Linked DNA regions of Mus musculus: region 2 is linked to region 1. A link is a contact called in public Micro-C data. All regions are on one chromosome and are shown on one strand. The core of a region is the stretch at or near the end of the contact, and the rest is flanking DNA. Distances in the headings are between cores, read along the strand shown. Region 1 holds the start of Gulp1 (GULP, engulfment adaptor PTB domain containing 1). Region 2 overlaps Gulp1 (GULP, engulfment adaptor PTB domain containing 1).

What was found. Hi-C and Micro-C count contacts between places; a contact is called where the count stands out from the background.
Region 2: a contact with region 1 is called in a Micro-C map of embryonic stem cells, with 2.0 times the contacts expected there. The contact joins the enhancer-like site here to the promoter of Gulp1 in region 1. A contact is called at or near these places in 4 of 39 promoter capture datasets (the 3T3-L1 cell line, embryonic stem cells, liver and 1 more), 3 of 484 Hi-C or Micro-C datasets (embryonic stem cells and muscle stem cells), 4 of 115 datasets of contacts at active chromatin or transcription factors (embryonic stem cells and neural progenitor cells) and 3 of 9 other capture datasets (adipose tissue, liver and pancreatic islet).

What each region holds. Positions count from the first base shown.
Region 1 is chr1:44,549,261-44,553,146 of GRCm38.p6, forward strand. It overlaps Gulp1 (GULP, engulfment adaptor PTB domain containing 1), which reads left to right and starts at 2,411. Exons shown (of 11, transcript NM_028450.3): 1 at 2,411-2,612. It overlaps Gm39635 (a long non-coding RNA gene), which reads right to left and starts at 2,197. Exons shown (of 3, transcript XR_865406.1): 1 at 2,120-2,197; 2 at 1,049-1,450.
Region 2 is chr1:44,611,393-44,615,261 of GRCm38.p6, forward strand. The region is part of intron 1 of Gulp1 (GULP, engulfment adaptor PTB domain containing 1); the gene reads left to right. Among named protein-coding and RNA genes, the nearest start is that of Gulp1, 62 kb to the left of the region's middle. Within about 2 kb of position 2,434, at least 10 of the 459 cell types and tissues checked have an H3K27ac peak or open chromatin away from gene starts, as enhancers often do. A contact at or near this core is called in embryonic stem cells and stem cell-derived epiblast-like cells, where this site is marked.

The sequences.
Region 1 (3,886 bases), core at 1,161-3,660:
GAAAGAAAGAAAAGAAACCCACGAGCCAAATTCACGCGATCTAAACGTGGAGTCAGGAAATCACCTAACATCTCTGACCTTCCTTTACCTTAGGTTCCAAACAAAGGAGTTTGCTTAGACTACATGATCTCCACATTGTTTCTGTTGGAAATACTGAGAGGTTGGGTCTTTTTAATGCAACAAGTATCCGAAAAGGCTCACTCACTTATAAAATGTTTGGAGAGGAATTTCCACTAGCATATCCTGTCTCTTCAAATTACAGCAAAATATGATGGAATGTTTAAGAACCTTTTTTTTTTTTCTGTCTTCTTTCTCTAAAACTCGTCTATTTTAACCCCTGTACACTTGACTGCCATAAACTATAAATAACACCTAAGTCTTTTCTCCTATTGTAATTGGATAGGTAACAAGAGTGTCCTGGAAAAGAGAAAGAGTAAGAAAGGGGTCTGAAATGGATTTCGGTCCCTCTGCTGCCTCTGCCCTGGCTTGGACTACATCATGTTCCAAAGCACATCGATATTTACGCATGTTAGCCGTGTAAACCGCTTTATATCTTTCCCCTTTATTTTTACATCCGAACTAAAATTGGGACAGCTAAATTTTAAGGATTATCTTCCCAGAAAGGTTCTCAGCGGTCCTCTCACGCTCCAAGATTCTCTCTTATGAGGATGTGTTCTTCTTCTTTTCCCAGTCAGAAGTTTACCAGGCTCATTTAAGAATAGTTTGCTGTGGCTGGGTGTGGTGGCGCATGCCTTTAATCCCAGCACTTGGGAGACAGAGAGAGGCGAATTTCTGAGTTCAAGTTCGAGGCCAGCCTGGTCTACAGAAAAAAAGGAATGGTTTGCTGTTTTCCTCTCAACTCCACACCATTTCTGTTCTGAATTCTGAGGTAAGCACAGAAAGATTGCTAATAAGTAGAATGTGGCTGTCGAGAAAGTTGTCCTATTATTTTGGAGGGAGGGTGTTGGAGTAGGGGGATGTAGGGTTGTGGGTCCCAAGTCCACTCCACTACAGGGCACCGGCGCTTGGGAATCTTGACAGGACTTACCCCACACTGTCCCTGGGTGGGTGTTGGGCTGCAGGGAAGCCACGGGACTCTGCTCCGGGGGTGGGGAAGCACAGCCTGAGGTGCAGGACAGCCAGAGCTGGCTTGGAGCTCCCCAGGCCTGTGATAAGACCTGGTCTTCTGGTTCTCAGGCTCTTGGACATCCAGGTGCGGCTGGAAGCTGAGGAAGAGCTGAAAGCAGAGTGGGGGCCCGAGGGTTGGATCTAGCCCAGGGCCAGGGTGGGGGAAAGAAGGGAGGAGCTCTGGCTGGTCTCAGGGGAGAGTCCTTGGCTTGAGTTTAGCTTGGGCTTGGGTCCTGGCTGGGAGCACAGAGAGGCCTTCTATGGAAGATTACACAGTGGCTCTGTAGACAAAGGTCATCTCCGTGTCTCCCTGCGGCAGATCCTGAAGAAAAGAGGCAGTCCTTGGTTTTAAGGCATTTATTGTCATGGCAGAAAGTGGATGTGTAAAACCATACCCCCCTTCTCAGGGTGGGCCTGAGATTAAATACCTTTTACAGGGAGAGTACCTCATTAAAATAGAGATTAGATTTGAGCCTATGTGACCACAGGTCATATCCTCTACCTGTGGAGGGGCTTGGGGAGTTGCGCTTATGTAACTGATGACCACAAATCTATGGAGGATGGAGGTGGGGCTACAGCTAGTGACAGAGGCCTGGTGTCCAGGAGCAGGCAAAAACTCCTACTGTCCCTTCATGGTCTCCTGGGCATTTAGCCTTAGCTCAACCAGGGACCAGCTACCTTTCACCGCCCCACGGGGGGGAGGGGTAACGTGCAAAGATTCAGACAGAGTTTAAAAGAGAAAGAAAGAAAGAAAGAAAGAAAGAAAGAAAGAAAGGAAGGAAGAAAGAAAGAAAGAAAGAAGAGAAGAGAAGAGAAGAGAAGAGAAGAGAAGAGAAGAGAAGAGAAGAGAAGAAAAGAAAAAAGAAAAGAAAAAGTCTAGTCCCTGCAGCTGCGTTTCACGAGGCTGTGGAGAGCCCTCCTCACTTATATTTATGCCCTTTCTGTGTCACTTTCTTTTTTGTTAAACCTCAGAGGTGTTTTAAATTCTTACCAAACAGCATCTGTGGGAGGAGGTTTAAAAGGAAACCTGGAGCTGTGGAAGTGGGGCGGGGCCGGTGTTTTCTCTCCGTCTGAAATAAGAATGGACAGCTTCTTCTGGAAACCGGTTTCTTTCTGTCTTACTCCCTAACCTCTCCAGGTCTGCCTTTAAAAGCAGGACAGTTCTGCATTACTGCAGAAAACCCCACCAGCGTCCCTAGTGCGCACACAGAGCCGGAGTTTTCTTCTGGCCGAGAGGGGGAGCCCGGCGATCCTAGCCCTCAGCAACCGGGAGTCCCGACCCAGCCCCTGCCGTCGCCAGCACCAGTTTGGGCTTCAGCGGATTAGAAGGAGGGAGAGGACCAGAGCCCTAGGGTCCGGAGCCCAGTGCCTTTCGAACCTGCACAAAGTTTTCCTGTGGGATACGAACACGCGATCGTGGGCCACGGTTCCCGGAGCTCCTGTGCCTGCCCCAGCCCTGCGACCGCATCCCTCTACAAGCCAGGGTAGGAAGCGGGAGCGTCTCTGGTCCGGCCAGCTATGGCCAGGTGGCGCGGAACCAGGAACAGACCCCGAGAGGAAAGCGCAGTTAGCAGGAGGGTGAGGAGGGCACCGGGCTGCGACCGCTTATAGGTTGCGCAGATTCCGACCCCGAGGGCACAGGGAGTCTGTGGGCACTGAAAGAGGGACCTGTTGCTGCAGGCGGGGGCAGTGAGGGAGGAAGATGGGGCCACCCAGGGACGCCAGCCCTGTGCCTTCCCGCCGCATCCTCCCCTCGACCCAAGGAGGAACTTCTGGGCGAGGTGGGGGCTAGCAGGCGTCGGGAGCAAGCGGTGGGGGGACGCTGGACCATCCCGCCCGCTGCGGGTGCATGGAACAGAGGCTGCTCAGCAAAAGGAGGCATCGCTGGGTCAACTAGGCGACCCGAGAGCCAACTTCCTCCAGCTTGGTCTCGCTTTGTTTGGGTCGCTGTAAAAATGTGGGCAGCGGCAGGGGAGGCGGCAAGGAGCTTGTGACTGGGCCGCAGATACTTTAAAGCCCTACGTGGGTAGGGCCCCCACTCTCGGGCGGTGTCCATGCGGCTGCCCTTTGGCTAGGCCGGTCAGATCCCCGCTTCTGCGGGCGTTATGTTAGTGGGACTCAGCTTGCCAAGCTTGCTTGCTCTGGTCCACCTCCTGGTGGTGGCCCAACTGGCTCTCTATCCTGGGGCTGCTGGGCTGATTTCCCTGTTTGCAGGAGGGAACTCTGGGCAGTCTAGTTTTCTTGGAATGTGTTTACAATGTAGAATGGGACTTGAACAGGAAGCTGAACGCTGCAGCTAGAAATAGCGTGCCAAGGTAGAGTGAGGGAGATACAGCTGCTGTTGGGGAAACTCTCAAGTGTGGGCTGGCAGTCAAGGAACACCCCTACCTCACCCCGACACACACACACACACACACACACACACGCACACGCACACACACACACACAGCGTCTTAGTTTTTCTTGATGGAGCTTGTCTTTGTTAATAGACATTTACGTGCGATATTTCAGTCTGTTTGACAACATAATATCAATTAGGAAGATTTAATAACTGTGTATTCTGTCTGCTTTTAAAAATGCTGCACCAACATTTAAGAATGAAAACTTTCTAGACTCTGTCAATTCTATTAATTCTAGGGCTTGCAGAGGCCAGGATACCTATGATTTTATGTAGTCCATATGGCTGAACAGGTCGTAAAAGAGTACGAATTAGAAAACAGAGTAAACGATGAGAGGTGGAAAATCCTGAAAGGAATTG
Region 2 (3,869 bases), core at 1,184-3,683, 62 kb after region 1:
GTCTGATGAGGAGTAATTGCAGTCTTTAAAAGCCAAACAAAATCAAGTTTTATATTTTATTGTTGACAATAAATAGCCTTAACAATACATAAAGAATCTGTGATTAGCCAGTTTTTAAAGATGTTTTGCTGTTAGGGAATGCATCACTCTTTTTTTCCAGTTGATAACATGCTCTACTAGGAATTATTATTTTTATTCATAACAACACTGCTCCATATACCAAAGAGGTATTATTGAGGGAATACTACTACTACTGCTACTACTACTACTACTACTGCTACTACTACTACTACTACTACTGCTGCTGCTGCTGCTGCTGCTGCTGCTACTGTTACTACTACTTCTTGATACTTTGTACTGGGCATGGCATTGAGGCACATACCTACATGTGCTATATAGGTTATTACTACCCAGAGTTTGTGGTTAAGATTATTGAGATGTTAAGACTTCTATTTAAAGGTACATGACATGTTAGTGACAGAGGGACTCGTGACTAAAACATTCAATCGACTGAGTAACTTCTGTGGACACTCTACTGTAATATTAGGCATTTCACACAGCTTTTCCTCCTTCTGTTGGTCTTATAGCATTTAATTGAGACAAACTACTAGGAACTATTGTATAGTATAATAATATAAATACTCCCAAGGAGGTTAAAAAAAAGACAATGGGTGAAATCAGTGGCTTTAATTAAAATTTGGACAGAAGTTTTATTTGTTTTACTTAAAGAATTAAGTAGCATCAACTGAAAAGAATTCTGGGTCTTATTAACTAAAGTAGGTTTGTAGATTCTTTCTTTAGAAATATTCTAGAGGGCAGGAAGTGAAAATTTAATGTAGGATTTCTCATGAAACATCTGAGAAACACATGATAAACTATAGCAGCTGTTTGTCAAACTTATCCTTCAGAGATCTTATAACTAATATCGTGAAATTACCTGTCCAAACATACAGCTATTTACCAAGTCATAGACTAATTAGAGTTAAGTATAGTTTTCCTAGCTAGGAGCATTTAATGATTGCTACAATATATGTTTTGAATATAGTATGTTGAGGGTGTTGTTCAGTACTTATATGGGTCAAAAATATATTTATGCAAGTGTTGATTATCAGTTGTTAATCTATTGTATCTTCAGATAAAAAGAAGATGTTAAATGCCAGGTTTCAATTTCTTTCATTGCTATACCTAAAGGAACAGAATATCAACCTGGGGAGGGAGGAGTTAGTACTGTTAGTATTGAAATAATTACAGTGCTGGATCCCAATTTGGGCCTGTCACTGGACATCCTTTTCCTTAGGCTCTTCTCCATTTTTGACCCTGCAGTTCTTTCAGACAGGAACAATGCTGGGTCAGAGTTTTTGACTGTGGGATGGCAGCCACATCCCTCCACTTGATGCCCTGTCTTTCTACTGGAGGTGGACTCCCTCTCCCCACTGTAGGACATTTCATCCAAGGTCCCTCCCTTTGATTCCTGAGATTCTCTCACCTCCCAGGTGTCTGCTACAATCTGGAGGGTCCCCCCAACTCCTACCTCTCCAGGTTGCCTGTTTCCATTCTTTCTGCTGGCCCTCAGGGCTTCAGTACTGTCCCTCCCCCAATACATGATTATGTTCCCCTCTTCCACTTCCTGTCCCCTTTCCCACCCAGATCCTTCCCTCCCTCTCCACCCCCACCAGTGACTGCTTTCTTCTTCTTCCCAAGTGGAATTGAGCATCCTTACTTGAGCCCTTCAGCTTGTTAACCTTCTTGAGTTCTATGGATTGTATCCTGTGTATTCTCAACATTTTTGGCCAATATCCACTTATTAGTGAGTATCCTAAAAATATTTCTGGATGGTTCATCTCCTGAAGAACACAGGTCTAATCTTTTGTTTTACTTATCAACCCAGTCATTTACTTCAGCAAGGTGGATTCCGATGAGAAGAAGCAGTCATTTACTTCAGGCTTCCTTTTGATTATTCTAAGCAGCAGCATCCAGTGACCCCAGTTCCTTAGTTCTTAGGAAACAGCAAACACACATTTTTTTCTTAACTTTGCAAAAGAATTCAGAGATCCTTCTGCCTCTGTTAAACACAGAGGATAAGGTAGCTGGGTTCCCACTGTGTCCTGAAATTAGCATTCCAAAGAGGCCTGGGCCTAAGCTTGCTTTGTCCTAGGCTGACCCTGAATTTAGGAATTCATCTGCATTTGTATCTGCCTTTCTTTATGTATCTTTCTGACAAGCTGGATCATAGTGTAGCTACCTCTGTTCCTTTAGATTCATGAAGCCTGTCATAATTTATATTGTATCCTTATCCTTTTACATATTTAAAAATTATATATTTTTGAACTCATGTATTTAGAGCTTTTCCCCATACCCTTAAAGGCTGTCCTGAAGGGCCTAGTGTTCACCATTTTCCTGAGACAGCACACTCTGGACTCCTGGACACCTGCTGTTTCTAATTAGCATGGAGTCATTAACATCAACAGGGAGGCTATTACTCAGAAGGTAAGAGTCCTCTAATACTATGGGTTCAAAATACATGTACATTACAACACAAACAAGCCTTATGTCCACAGTTGCCATCAATACTTGTGGAGGCTTACACCAGGGACCTGTAACAAGGGGAGGAGCCATGTCACTCTGTCTCCACTAGTGCCACACTCGGCTCTCTACATATAATTACACAATATTTTGGATAAAAGATATTAAATAAAATTAAGCTTTCTTCAAGTACCATTAAGTTTGGAAATATGTGTTGTAAACTCGTTAGTTTAGTGATACTCATGGCTAATAGACATCCAAGTTTGCCATAAAACACTACAGGATGCACACATTAAGATATATAATCAGTATAGTATGTTTATTGTATATGGAGAAATGAACCCAATTATGTTTTTGCTTTTTTGCCTCTAGATTATTTTGGAAAGAGAATGAAAATCTCCTAACATTTAAAACAATGCTAACATAATTATGATAACATTTGTAGTTAAACATTTGGAGCTTTGTTAGTAACAGTGTTCTTTATGGATAAATATTATTTAAGTTGGATGCATGTAAGAAAGACATGTTTAAATTTTTTTTGAGAATACCATATGTACATTGTATGTTTATCATATTACCCACCATTTCCGTGTCTTTACACATTTATATCCACTTCCCTACCAGTTTGACTTTGTGTTGTATATATTCAACTTGATTTATTTTATAAAAGAAAGCAAAGACATGCATGTAAACCTGTGGGTTAAAAAGTGAGCCCCCTAAGACTGGCCCAAAGGGCCACTGGGTGAGGTGAGACATGGAAAGTTTGACTGCAAGCCACCTTGCAAGCATCAGGCTGTGAGAAGCCGCAGGACCCTGCTCCAGGGGTGGGAAAGCACAGTCTGAGGTCTCAACAGACCTGCCAGAATTGGCTTGGGGTCCCCAAGCCTGCATGGAAGTCAGCTTTGACAGGTTCTCAGGCTCTTGATTACCGCAGATGCCTCCTGGATGTCTGTGTGAGATTAGACTCAGCTCTTTAGAGGAAGACCTGCTCCATTGCTCCAGCAAGGTGGATCCTGATGAGAAGAGACAGCCCATGGTTTTAAGGTGTGTATTGTCATGACAGGAAGGGGACCCAAGAGGGTAGAAGAGGTAGAGAAAGACAGAAGAAAATGTAGAGAAGTAGAGATCGGCCATGGCCACATGAAGAGGGGAGAAGGGAATGTGGAGAGAGGAGGAGCAAGAGGGAAGAGAGAAGCAAGCAGGAGTAAGAGAGGGAGGAGGGGGCAAACGGCTCCTTTTATAGTGGACCGGGCCTACCAGGCTATTGCCAGGTAACTGTGGGGGTGGAGTCCAGACAGAATACCAGGGACTTAACACATTGTTCTACGTGACTGATGGCCACAGAA